Regions from separate parts of the Zea mays genome. Here region 2 is linked to region 1. A link is a contact called in public Hi-C data. All regions are on one chromosome and are shown on one strand. The core of a region is the stretch at or near the end of the contact, and the rest is flanking DNA. Distances in the headings are between cores, read along the strand shown. Region 1 holds the start of LOC100384560 (putative protein phosphatase 2C family protein). Region 2 holds the start of LOC100279962 (Splicing factor arginine/serine-rich).

Region 1 (6,536 bases), core at 2,733-5,232:
CCTGATCTCACTACTCCTTCCTCCATCATTGTTGGCAATGGCGCCACTCTCCCTGTCTCCTCAGTAGGCGACACGGTTTTGCCAGGACCTTTATATCTTAATAATATTCTCCACACACCTCATATTATTCAAAACCTTCTATCTGTTCGTCGGTTTACTACTGATAATTGTTGCTCTATGGAATTTGATCCTTTTGGTGTCTCTATGAAGGATCTTCGCTCCAAGAACGTGATTATCAGGTCCAATAGTGCTGGCCCACTCTACACCCTGCGCCTGCCTAGTTCATCCCCATCGACAACTTGTGCCCTGGCTGCAATTTCTACTCCTACTTGGCACCGACGACTTGGTCACCCCGGCATCGATGTTTTGTCCCAACTCACTAGCTCCTCCGTCATTCAGTGCTCTCGTAGTTCCCTTGATTTATGTCATGCCTGTCAATTAGGCCGTCACACTAGATTACCTTTTTCTAGTTCGTCCACCTGTACTGAGCAACCTTTCGATATCATAGATTGTGATCTATGGACATCCCCTATTGCTAGTGTGTCGGGTTATAAGTACTATCTTGTCATCCTTGATGATTTTACCCATTACCTATGGACTTTTCCCTTGCGTCTTAAGTCTGATACTTTTGATGCTCTTTCATCCTTTTTTGCGTATGTCACAACGCACTTTGGTCGCTCCATTAAACATTTGCAGTGTGATAATGGGCGTGAATTCGACAACTCCTCCACTCGCTCTTTTCTCCTTGCTCGTGGTACTCTTCTACGCATGTCTTGCCCCTATACTTCTCCTCAGAATGGTAAAGCCGAGCGCATCATTCGCACCACCAACAATATCATTCGTTCCTTACTCTTTCAGGCTTCCCTTCCTGCTCAACATTGGGTTGAAGGTCTGCACACAGCCACCTATCTTTTGAATCGCCTTCCCACCAAAACTATACAAGCCATCTGTCCTTATGCTGCTCTCTTTGGCACCATTCCATCATATGATCATCTTCGGGTTTTTGGCTGTGCCTGCTACCCTAATATCACTGCTACTGCACCACACAAACTCGCTCCCCGCTCTACCAAGTGTGTCTTTCTTGGTTATTCTTCCAACCACAAAGGCTATTGATGTCTTGATCTCTCCACAAATCGTATCATCATTTCCCGACATGTCACCTTTGATGAGGCATATTTCCCCTTCTCTGTCTCGCCCCATCTAACTAACAACTTGAATTTTTTGGATCCTGAGAGTGCGCCCTTGTCCCCTTCAACTGGGACTTTGCCCTCTTCTGCAGGTACCATGGCGTCCCCCTTGGTGACCGGTTCTGGTTGTGGCTCAGTGGCTGATCTGGCAGGACCCATGCCACTCCCACCCGTCTCAGCCTTCTGCCCCTGCGCCGTCCCTGTCTTCTCCAGACCAGGACTTGGTGCCTTCTGCCCCTGTGCCGCGCGACCTGGTTCCAGCACCAGGAGTTGCCCCGCTGCCCCTGGTGGTTCCCTTCGGGTCTGGCGGTCTGCAGTCACCACCTGAAACTGCTCCGACGCCCCTACCTCTGCGCGTGTACACTCGTCGGCACCAGCAGACTACTTCCTCTACAGATCTTCCAGTGGCTGGTGCCTCCGGTGCTTCTGCAATTCCGATTGAGCCTGCACCAACACCTTCGCCGCTGTCTGGACTTCCTCCCGGTGTTGTTCCTACGCCTATGGTGGTCAACAATCATCGCATGACCACCCGGGCCAAGGCTGGTTTTCGAGTACCGGCCGCCTTCACTACTGCAGCCATCTCCCCCGAGCCAACTTCAGTTCGCCAAGGTTTGGCTGATCCCCTATGGCGTCGTGCCATGGAAGAAGAGTTCCAGGCTCTGGTCTCCAATAATACCTGGACACTTGTTCCTCTTCCTCCAGGTGCTCATGTTATCATAGGGAAATGGCATTTCCGTCACAAATTTCTTGCAGATGGTTCTCTTGAGCGCTACAAAGCACGCTGGGTATGTCGAGGCTTCACTCAGCGTCCTGGGGTTGATTATGATGAGACTTTCAGTCCGGTGGTCAAACCTGCCACGGTTCGCACTGTTCTCTCGATAGCTCTGTCGAGGGATTGGCCTATCCACCAACTTGATGTAAAGAATGCGTTTCTTCATGGTACTCTCTCTGAGACAGTCTATTGCAGCCAACCTGCAGGTTTTGTTGACCCTGCTCATCCCACTTATGTTTGTCATCTCAACAAGTCTCTTTATGGCCTGAAGCAAGCACCGCGTGCCTGGTACAGTTGCTTTTCTTCTCACATGAAGATTCTGGGTTTTGTCGAAGCCAAAGCAGATACCTCCCTGTTCATTTTTCACAATGGCACTGAGACAGCTTACTTGCTTCTTTATGTTGATGATATTATCCTCACTGCATCCAGTTCAGCTCTCTTGCAGCGTGTCATTGCAGCACTTCAGACAACTTTTCCCATGAAGGATCTCGGACCTCTACATCACTTTCTTGGTATTACAGTTGAGCGACGACCGGCTGGTCTCTTCCTCCATCAGCGTACATATGTCCTTGATATCATTGACCGTGCAGGCATGACTGGTTGCAAACCTTGTTCTACACCGGTTGATCTCCAGTCCAAGCTCGCTGCTGACAGTGGACCTGCTGTTCAGGATGCTACTCAGTACCGGAGTCTGGCTGGTGCTCTTCAGTATCTAACATTCACCAGACCTGATATTACATATGCAGTTCAACAGATTTGTCTCCATATGCATGATCCCCGTGAGTCCCATCTGACTGCTCTGAAACGTATTATTCGCTACCTTCAAGGTACGGCTGATCATGGTCTTCTTCTACCACGCTCCACATCTGTTTCCGAGCTTGTGGTCTATACTGATGCTGATTGGGCTGGGTGTCCGGACACTCGTCGCTCCACTTCTGGTTATGCGGTGTTTCTTGGTGATAATCTTGTCTCCTGGTCCTCCAAGCGACAAAAGGTTGTCTCTCGCTCTAGTGCTGAAGCTGAGTATCGTGCTGTTGCCAATGGTGTTGCCGAGGCTTGCTGGCTGCGTCAACTCCTCCAAGAACTTCGCAGTCCTCTTCATAGAAGCACTCTTGTTTACTGTGACAACATCAGCGCTGTCTACTTATCCACTAATCCAGTTCAGCATCATCGGACGAAGCATGTTGAGATAGATCTCCATTTTGTTCGTGAGCGGGTTGCTACTGGTGAAGTTCGTGTTCAGCATGTTCCTACCACCTCTTAGTTTGCAGACATCTTCACGAAAGGGCTTCCTTCCTCCGTGTTTCTTGAGTTCAAGTCCAGTCTCAACATTTGCAGTGGCTAGATGTTTTGACTGCGGGGGGGGGGGGGGGGGGTGTTAGACAGTTTTGGTAATATTCCTGGCTGCCTCCTGCGTGAGGCTCTCCTATCCAGGCTAGTATAGCAACATAGTCTTCTATGGCAACTAGAGGTCTCTTCCTTAGATAGACAGATATGTTGTACTAGTATAGAAAGGAGGATTTCTATCTTTGGTAGGTCTGGTCTGATTGGCTCCAGGCTGCCGCACCCTTCCCTGGTGCGCCACCTGTGTATGCCTATATATTGTAAGGCCTGCTGTTCACGATGTACTACTATCAATACAGAATATTGCCCCATTCTCCTTTTCCAATAGAAAGCACTAAAAAACAAAAAGAATGCCATATACTTCATGACATGTTCTCACGCAGAAAATTCGGCGAAATGTAGAACGATTCCGACATCTATACACCAACTTTATTTATCCTCCTCGCCCAACAAAATGCACATATCTGTATCCTGACAAACTTTAGAACTGACAGAGATTAGGTAACGGACAATCAATCAATCATCACAAGCAAAGAAATTGAGTAGATTGACAGCTCGATGCTGACGAGGTGAGCGGTCTTCCTTCCTGGCGCGCACGTTCAGGCGCGCTTCTCTTCGGCTTCCCGTAACGGCTTTTAACTAATTCCTCCTCCTCCTCTCTCTCTCCCCGATCCAGCTAGCCTGACCTCCCACCCTCCCTCTTGAATCCGCTCAAGTTCCCGATCTCCCACCTCGTCCTCCAGCTCGATCGCGTTCGCGGCACCCCACTCCGTGCTCCAGAAATAAGTAGCCGGCGGTTTCCTCGCCCCAGGTTTTGCGGTCGCTGGGGAGTGGGAATTCGTTCGGCTCCGGTCTGGCCAATGCTCCTGCGGTTTCTTGGAGAGGCCGCTGAGATTGGGATCCAAGCTGCGTTAGGCGAGCAGCAGCAGTAGCCGCATCGAGATTCGCCGTCGTTGTCCGAGGGATTCTCCGTTTCTTGGGCGGGGATTTCGGTTGCGGCGGGAAAAAAAAAAGAATTCTTTCACCGGACTTGGCCCAACTCCGCTGTATGTTAGGGTAGCCTTTTCGACGCGTTTCTTTCGTCGCCCCAGATCCGTCTCCCCGCCCGATTCTTTCGGAGTAATCGGCGGCGGATCGGAGGCAGAGGGGTTTGGAGGCCTGAGCTCCGATGGAGATGCACGCCGACGTCGACGGGTGCAGCGTGCCCCTGGCCGTGCTCCTCAAGCGGGAGCTGTGCAACCAGAAGGTGGAGAGGCCGGACATCCTGTTCGGGGAGGCCAACAAGAGCAAGAAAGGGGAGGACTTCACGCTCCTCGTGCCCAGGTGCCACCGCACCCCGGGCGGCAGTGGCGGCGGCGAGAATGCCGGCGACGACGACACCATTTCCGTATTTGCGGTAATGATTCAATGGCCCTCTTCTTACTTTTGGCCTGTGCTTAATTCATTAAAACTAGAGCTTGCTCCTGAGTCTGGATTTTATGGTGGTTCATTTACTCCTTAGAATGTGTTCAGTGTCATGATTTCATACTGTTTGTTTTTCGCATAGAGCAGTAGCATGATGGGCAGGCCTGGTTTTGCGGTGTGCTGGCATCGAGGCACATGGGGACATATGTCAGCTAGTATTTTACTGCTCTTGATTGTCTTGACTCTTTATCATTTTGGTGGCCAGAAGACCACTGGTTTGGGAATATTCAAACTGTTTGCGATCTTTCAGGCTTCTACTAAGTTTGGTCCTACAAATTTTCATAGTATATCAATCCATCATTCTCTCTCAACACAAAGCAGAGCAGTGTAATGGCAAAGTCAACCCATGTTGGAATACTCTTGTGATAGTTCAGTTATACACTATTAATGTAGAGTACTGTATTTTCTATATTAAAACTTTCCTTATACCAACTAAGGCCTTGTTTGGATAAAGAGGGATTGGAGTGGATTGAAGTGTATTTTAGGGATTCAAAGGGAAATTAGTTCAAATTACACTTCAGTACACCTTATACCACCTCAATCCACTCCAATCCAAAATTACACAAACAAGCCCTAAAGTGATTGCTAATCTCACTCACACTATTCATTCTGGTTTCTCGCATCAGATTTTTGACGGACACAATGGCTCTGCAGCTGCCATATACACCCGGGAGAATCTAATAAGCAGTGTGTTGGCTGCTATTCCTCCAAATCTCACAAGTGAGGAGTGGAAAGCTGCGCTGCCAAGGGCACTAGTTGCTGGTTTTGTAAAAACAGATAAAGACTTCCAAGGAAAAGGTATTATAAATGGGATGCCAGGTCTGCCTGTCTTTTAACCATCCAAAAGCAAATTATTTCTCAATGGATTTGCAATGTTCACAGGAGCATACACCATTTGCTGTTTACTGTGGATTGCATGGTGTTAGCCTCCTATATTGCCATGGGATCTTCAGACTCTTTCACTGCGATGTAAACTGACTGTTATAATGTTTTCAGCTGCACGCTCAGGGACCACTGTGACTTTTGTTATAATAGATGGATGGGTTGTCACTGTAGCATCAGTTGGCGATTCACGATGCATTCTAGAATCTGCTGAGGGTTCAATATATTTTTTATCAGCAGATCATCGCCTGGATGCTAATGAAGAGGAGTATGTCCTTAAGTCCAAGTTAGTTATATGACTACAATATCCTTAGACTTATGACTAATCCAAGCTCCTTAACTGCAGGGTGGAGCGTGTAACAGCAAGTGGTGGTGAAGTTGGGAGAATAAATATCGCTGGGGGTGCCGGGGTAAGTTACTTTTTTGTGTATATTTTCAGTTACCAAGTTGATCTTTTGTTTCACCCTCCCGACCCGAGTGCACAATGCTGTATTCATGTCAGTGGACAGGTTCTAATTTTAACGACAATTTCTTTGCGGTCATTATTCAGATTGGTCCACTCAGATGCTGGCCAGGTGGATTGTGTTTATCAAGGTCAATAGGTGATATCGACGTCGGGGAATTTATAGTTCCTGTCCCACACGTGAAGCAAGTAAAGGTGCATATAACATATGAACTATTTATATAAGTGCAATGGTGGAAAAGGTTCTTTGTGTTATTAGATAGTGGTAGAGACCAATCACAAAAATGGTATCTCAGCTTAAGGCCACTAATCTAAATGAATTGATCTGAGGTTCGATGCCTACATTATTGCAGTTGTCCAATGCTGGTGGGCGGCTTGTCATTGCCAGTGATGGTGTGTGGGATGCACTGCACTTTCAAGAGGC
Region 2 (6,536 bases), core at 2,979-5,478, 320 kb after region 1:
ACAGACAGCACAGCCAACGGCTAGAATAGTGGCTGGGGCTATAAATACCCCCCGACCACCACCATTCAAGTCATCCAAGCTTTCCACTCTCAACACTCAATACAAGAGCAAAGAATTCATTCCAAAGTTCCACAGTATTGGGAAGAATTCAAACTTCATTTTAGAGATGCATTCATTCCTACATACTATGCTAATCACTTGCTTTCCAAATTAGGCACCATAAAGCAGGGTGCTAGAACCGCAAAAGATTATTATCATGATTTTAAAATTTGTACCATGTTTGCTGGTTTAGATGAATGCATGGAAGATGTAATGACTAGGTTCATGAATAGACTCAATTCTGAAATTCAGACTATGGTCTTGCATGAAGCTTATGGACACATTTCTCACTTGCTTTTGCTTGCTTGTAAAGCTGAAAATGAGATAGTATTAAACAATTATACAAGCACTGAACATGTGACCCATAGTTTCTCTTTTTCATCTATTCTACATGCTGATCAAGAACACAAAATAGTGAAACCTTCTGTTGTTTTTCCGCCATAAAAAAGAATTGATTGTTGACCCTTGTGATAGTGAAGATTTGTGGGATGACGATTAATTGAACTCACAAAACAACTATTAAATGAACGTTACATTTATTATTGAACAAAACATTTTTGCTAAAAAGGAACATGTCATTTGCATTACAAATGAAACTCAAGAACAAATGTTGCTCTCTTCTTTAAATACTTGGAGCTATATTGAGTTTGATGATCTTTGTGAGCTCAGTAATTTGGACAATATTTTATTTGATAGCAAGTACAACAATACATGGCAATTTTTAGTGCGTAGAGTTTATATTTCATCAATATATGGTGTTTCTTCACATTGCGCAAATAAGATATTGGCATGTTCTCAAGAAGAAGAGAAATTACTGTTTCCATGTACTTTAGTAGAAGTTTCAGGTTTATTTTTAGAAGATCATGATAAAACCTTAGTCATGAACACAAATCATGATGCAAAACCGAGGACGGGTTGCTGTCAACAAGGGGAGAATGATGAGAACATAACCTGCTCAGATATGTCCATGTTAATGGCTCCTGCTGCGAAGGTGAAACTCTTCCATATTGTGACTACCTTCGATATATTCAAAGAATTGATATTGCGCCATAAAGTGTGTATACTTTTATTTGTATAACTTCTTACATGGATCAAGCGATGTGTTAAGTGTACAAGGAAGGCATTGAGGAACAAAGAAGTTGATTGGGGACCAAGTAATGATATTTCTAACATCCCCAATCAGGCAACCACATCATCAGATTTGACCACATACTTGGGTGAGGAGTACACGCTAAAGTCGAGGACGACTCTATTGCAAGAAGGGGGGATGATGGACATCCCTGCCATTGATACAACCACACCAATGGCCATTTCACCATTCATAGCTAATCAAGGACCAATGACATGAACCCGTGCACGTAAACTTAATTATCAGGTGAACTCGTTCCTTGCTGTTGAAGATAATTCTTCTTTAAATGTGGTACTAAAGCCTTGTTATGAATTTATTATGCTCAGGGGTTTGGGAGGTGAACCATCTTGGAGTGGAGAAGGCAACAAGGCAATAAAAGTTGTTGCACCCGAGATGATTTCGCAACCGCAGCAAGTGCATGTTAAAGAGGGCATATCTTTCAACTCCCAAGGTTGTTTAAAGAAAATAAGCACTTGTTGGAAAGGTCTCTTCATCTACTTTCTATTGGATCAAGCATCAACGAGAGATCACACACTAAGCGTCCAGAAACTGCCGAGTGAAATCCTACTCTACCCAAGTCGATTTTGTAACTGCAATATGCACCAAATTAAATGGAGCATATCTTTCAACTCCTAAGGTTGTTTAATGCAAATAAGTACTTGTTCGAAAAATCTCTTCGTCTTCTTTCTTGTGGACCAAGAATCAATGAGAGATACCAACCGAGACGTCCAGAAACTGCCGAGAGAGCCTCGTTACTCCACTAGAACTCCTTATTTCTATACTTCTATTTAAGCAACTAGCAACCACCAAAGAACTTGGGTTTTTGTTTGATGTAAGTTTAGCCTTTGCTACTTCCTTGTAAGCGCGTGTGTCGGCTAGACCGCCCGGTTACTTGAAACAGGACCCCAACTTTATCAGATCCGTGAGTGTCTGCTTGTTCTCGACTGCTTGCAGGTTCATGGCTGTTCTTGGCACAACAAGGCACAACACCCTTGTGGTTGTTGTAGTCGGATAGCACAACGTCGACCTGCACCCCAAATTGTAGTTATCAGGAGACGGTGTACCTGTCGCTCAAGGCGCCTCACCATCTTGGTTGTGGTAGTCGAGCAGTCAACGTCGTTCTACAACAATTTTCCACCTCCATCAACTCTTATCGATAGATCAGGCTTCCTTCTACCCATTGGGTTTATCAGGAAGTTTTGGAGTGTTATTGTCTCCAAAGCTCCCTCCATATGGAAGGGAGAGGAAACTCCCCCGTATATAGAGTGAGCTCTAATCTCCTCCTATATGCTAATTACGTCATTTCTTTACCATATTAATCTTTTTCGAGCTATTTAACTTGATAACAATATGTATTATAGCAATATAAATATTCTATGATTTTTTAAACTTTAAAAACTAACAAAAAAATTAAATAAATGAATTATAATATATAGAGGAATGAAGGTTGGAGATGTTATGTATATGGAGAAGTATCTTTTAGAGCATCTCCAAGAGACTAGCCAAATGGCTCGTCAAGCCAAATTTTGGCTACTTAATAGCAAAATAACTCTCCAACAGACTAGTTGTCGGGGCGGTAATTAGGGACACCCTGATTATCCCCCTAACAAACGCACTTAGAGAAATAAGGATCAAACCCCTGAAGGGTGGCAACCGAGACGCCCCCCGAGGGTCTCCCACCTCGAGCAGGGCCCCACCTCACCCGAGGTCGACACCACTTGCTCCGCCTCGCCCGATGCCGCCTCAACACGGTCTGTCTCGCCCGAGCCAGTCTCAAGTGAACAGGACAAGGGCACTCGAAAATAGACGGGGTATAGGCGCATTGAATGCATGTGCCAACCCACGCTGTGGCAGCAGAACACAGTAGTGGACAAGACAAGAATCACGTCTGGCGCAACAGTATGATTACGCCTACATCACATTGCGCGCACACCGCCTGACGCCCTCCGATGGGATGCCTAACGCGACAAGCCGAGCGGACGAGCCTTCGGGCGCGACCGCTCCGCCTCGCTCGACCCCGAGCTCAGCCTTCGGGCAAGTTCTCCATCTCGCCCGAGCTCGGCCTCGGCCACCGACCGCGCTGTGAATCACGCAGACAGCCACTCTGTCCGACTGTAGCGCACGTCGAGGGACGGCTCGGCTAGCGCCTTGGGGAGACTCCTGCATCAACCAAAGCAGGGACTCCGATCTCGATGAGTGATGCAGGGAATCTCGATGTCATCACATGGCAGGACGATGACGCGCCCCGTAAGCAGCCTTTGGCCCATACCCCGACGCTGTTTACAACCACTACGGTATGAGCGACCTCTCCCTCGGGGGCTCGAGCGTACGAACAACCCATCAGACTCGACTCTCTACGTAGAGTCAACAAGCGCGAATCTACTACATGGTTCGCCGTCACGTCAGACGCCAGTACATCTCTCCTTCGAATATAAGACTCAGCTTCACTGTGGACGTTCCCCTTGGTGTATAAATAGGGCAGTGGTCCCTCCATGGGACAGGAAGAGACACACGTAGATGAACTCTTGCTTTCTCACACTGTCTTAGATATTGACACTTGCCTCAATCATCTCTAGGGACTTGGGGACTTCTCTCCCGTTGTGCTTGTAAACCCCTACTACAGGCAACACAATGTGAGTAATATAAGTCTCATCCTCTCTGCTGGAAGTATGGCCTTGAGTAGCCCGAACCAGGAGAATCGCTTGTGTCATCTCGTACACCATCTAGAGCCAGCCACGCGACACATTTACTGGTTGTTATGGTTGTTAAGGAACCACGGTCCAAACACCGACACTAGTCATCTAACTCGCTAAATATTCGATTCTCCAAATTGGTTTCCTCACTAGACAAATCCGGCTAGCCACTTTGAGATGTTACGTATAGAGTGTAATCTTTATGAAAAAAATAAATAGAGAGTCATTAAAATATAATAATTCTCCGTTCTAAATACTGGGAAATACTTTCTGCGTAAATGACCGCCAATAGCCAATATGTTCAGATGTCTATTCCCGTTCAGCTTGTAGCAGCTTCCTAGTCCTAGGGTTAGATTTCCAAGCACCACGCCACCCGTACACGGTTTCCAGCAGAGCATTCCGGAAGGAGGGGGCGCGATGTGGCACGAGGCGCGGCGGTCGGAGCGGAAGGTCCACGACCTCATGGACGCGGCCCGCCGCCGGGCGCAGCGCCGAGCCGTCTACCTCGCCCGCCGCCGCGGCGACCCGCAGCAGGCGCTCCAGGTCTCCGGCACGCGGTGCCGCGTTCACCGCGACGACGCCCTGTACCAGGCCACCGAGGACCAGCAGGGATTGTGCGTGCCCAATCCTCTCTCACCATCTCTCCTATCGGTGCGGTGCGATGCTTGGTCGCAGCGTAGGCACAGTTTCGGATTTGGTCTGATGAGTTATGCTATACGAGTTAATAGTTTACTGTAATAACTGATGATGGATACTGCGGCGCTGAGTCTCGGATACATGTCATTGTAAATTTCATCTGATGAAGCATAGTCTGTTCTTGTGTTTATGACATTGGAATTGATGGCTTGTTGTTATCACTTGATTGCTACTACTCATTCACTATGCTTCCATTGCAGGATACAATGGAATGGAAAGCAAGATGTTTTGATTGACAGGTAACTATCTATTCTTGTGTTTATGACAGATTATCCTAAGTACAAGAAAACTGATACCCATTATATTTATAATGGACAGATTTGATGGCCGTGCATTGCTTGATTTTATCCGAGACTCGAGCTCTCGCCCTTTTCGAGTCCAAGGGAAATCTGAAGAAGAGGAAGAGTTAGAGGAATTTGTTAATTTTGAACGTTACCGGGATTTGATTAAGCATCGTCGCAGAGGATGTCGGTACCTTTTTGGTTTCTCTGTTCTATTGCTGTTGCTGTAGAAATTTCATATCTTGCATCCATTTACATCACTTGAGGGATTGTCCTAATGCACACTTTATTTGTTTCTAAATTGGTACAGAAAAAGGGTGCTATTTCTTAATTCAAAGCACTAGTTAACTGAACATTTACCTAGCTTCTTTTCACAGTTTCTGATGAGGCCGGTTTGCAGCATGTTGTGCAAGAGTTGGAGGCAAAAGCTCTTCTTCCTTTTAGCTTTGACAAGTATGCCTGCTTTTAATTTTGTGTGCTCTATTTCCTCTCTTGCTCTTGCAACTTACATAATTACATTTATACACAGAACATTGATGTGAAACATGAATGAATGATAGCAGTAATTCTTTGCTCTACCAAATGACACCACTGCTACCACAAAAGCGTTAGTCCCTAGCAACTTGGGTAGGTCAGAGGATTGACCCTGCAAGACGATTGATATAAAATATGAGTATAGTACTAATAATGACAACATATTAAAAGGAACTTGTTCCTTGGTCATTATTATGGCACATGGATCACTATTGTTTTACACCCTTTTTCTAAAGACATTCCAATCTCTCATGTTTCTTTTTGCTGCTCTAGCTAATAAAAATTGCATTCATGCATTGGTATAAGTTCCAAATGAGTAAAGCACTTCAATCTCACAGGTTTTCAAGATGTTTTGTGGTTGTTATTGCTCAGGGAAGCTACACTTATATCAGACATTAGAGTAGCGTATGATTAGGGAAACTACACTGACAACTGAAATTAGGGGGTTGTATGTTTTTTTTATCATCGAAAAATTCTGTTGGAGTATATTGTATAGCCTTATAAATTTCTTCTAAAATATTTTCATTCTTCAGAGGATTAATTGCTTAAACACAAGTGTATCTGGGTATTACCGATATATTTTAAACTGTTCAATACTTTTGCATGATCATAATGAAAGTCTGATAAAAAAACATACTGGTTTTATCAACTTTTTTTATGCTGATTCAGTCAAAGAGTGCTTGAAGCCTTGAACTTAATAAATATCAGCTTGAATGCTTTGTACATATTCAGTATGTTGTTGACTATTAGAAAACAGCTTGGTGATTGTTAAAAGGAAGATATTTTTCAGAGAATTCCAATTTTGGCTGTTTCTGTTGGCACATTTCACCGCATTTCATTACTATTATAAAGCGCGAGTTTCTTCGTGCATCGTCCCCCTCCCCACACTACACGCGTATCGAGCGTTCCCCGCGCGCCAGCGAAATATAAAAAAATGCACCTGCTGGGATTCGAACCATGGTCTCTAGAAAGAGAGCACTCACCTTTAAACACTGCAACTCATGTTGGTTTGTGTTGTACAAAGAAATTGTGTATGATGTATAGAAGCCGTAGCGATGCACGGAGAACTAATTAGTTACAATTGAATGTCCAATTACATTCCTC

Evidence for each region. Hi-C and Micro-C count contacts between places; a contact is called where the count stands out from the background.
Region 2: a contact with region 1 is called in a Hi-C map of leaf, with 6 times the contacts expected there. The contact joins the promoter of LOC100279962 here to the promoter of LOC100384560 in region 1. A contact is called at or near these places in 4 of 25 Hi-C or Micro-C datasets (ear, endosperm, leaf and 1 more).

The regions. Positions count from the first base shown.
Region 1 is chr1:69,003,194-69,009,729 of Zm-B73-REFERENCE-NAM-5.0, forward strand. It overlaps LOC100384560 (putative protein phosphatase 2C family protein), which reads left to right and starts at 3,983. Exons shown (of 9, transcript NM_001359394.1): 1 at 3,983-4,699; 2 at 5,394-5,565; 3 at 5,764-5,917; 4 at 5,996-6,059; 5 at 6,200-6,307; 6 at 6,466-6,536. The coding sequence starts at 4,472.
Region 2 is chr1:69,322,783-69,329,318 of Zm-B73-REFERENCE-NAM-5.0, forward strand. LOC100279962 (Splicing factor arginine/serine-rich) reads left to right here and starts at 4,229. Exons shown (of 13, transcript NM_001361010.1): 1 at 4,229-4,535; 2 at 4,818-4,856; 3 at 4,936-5,084; 4 at 5,276-5,351. The coding sequence starts at 4,339.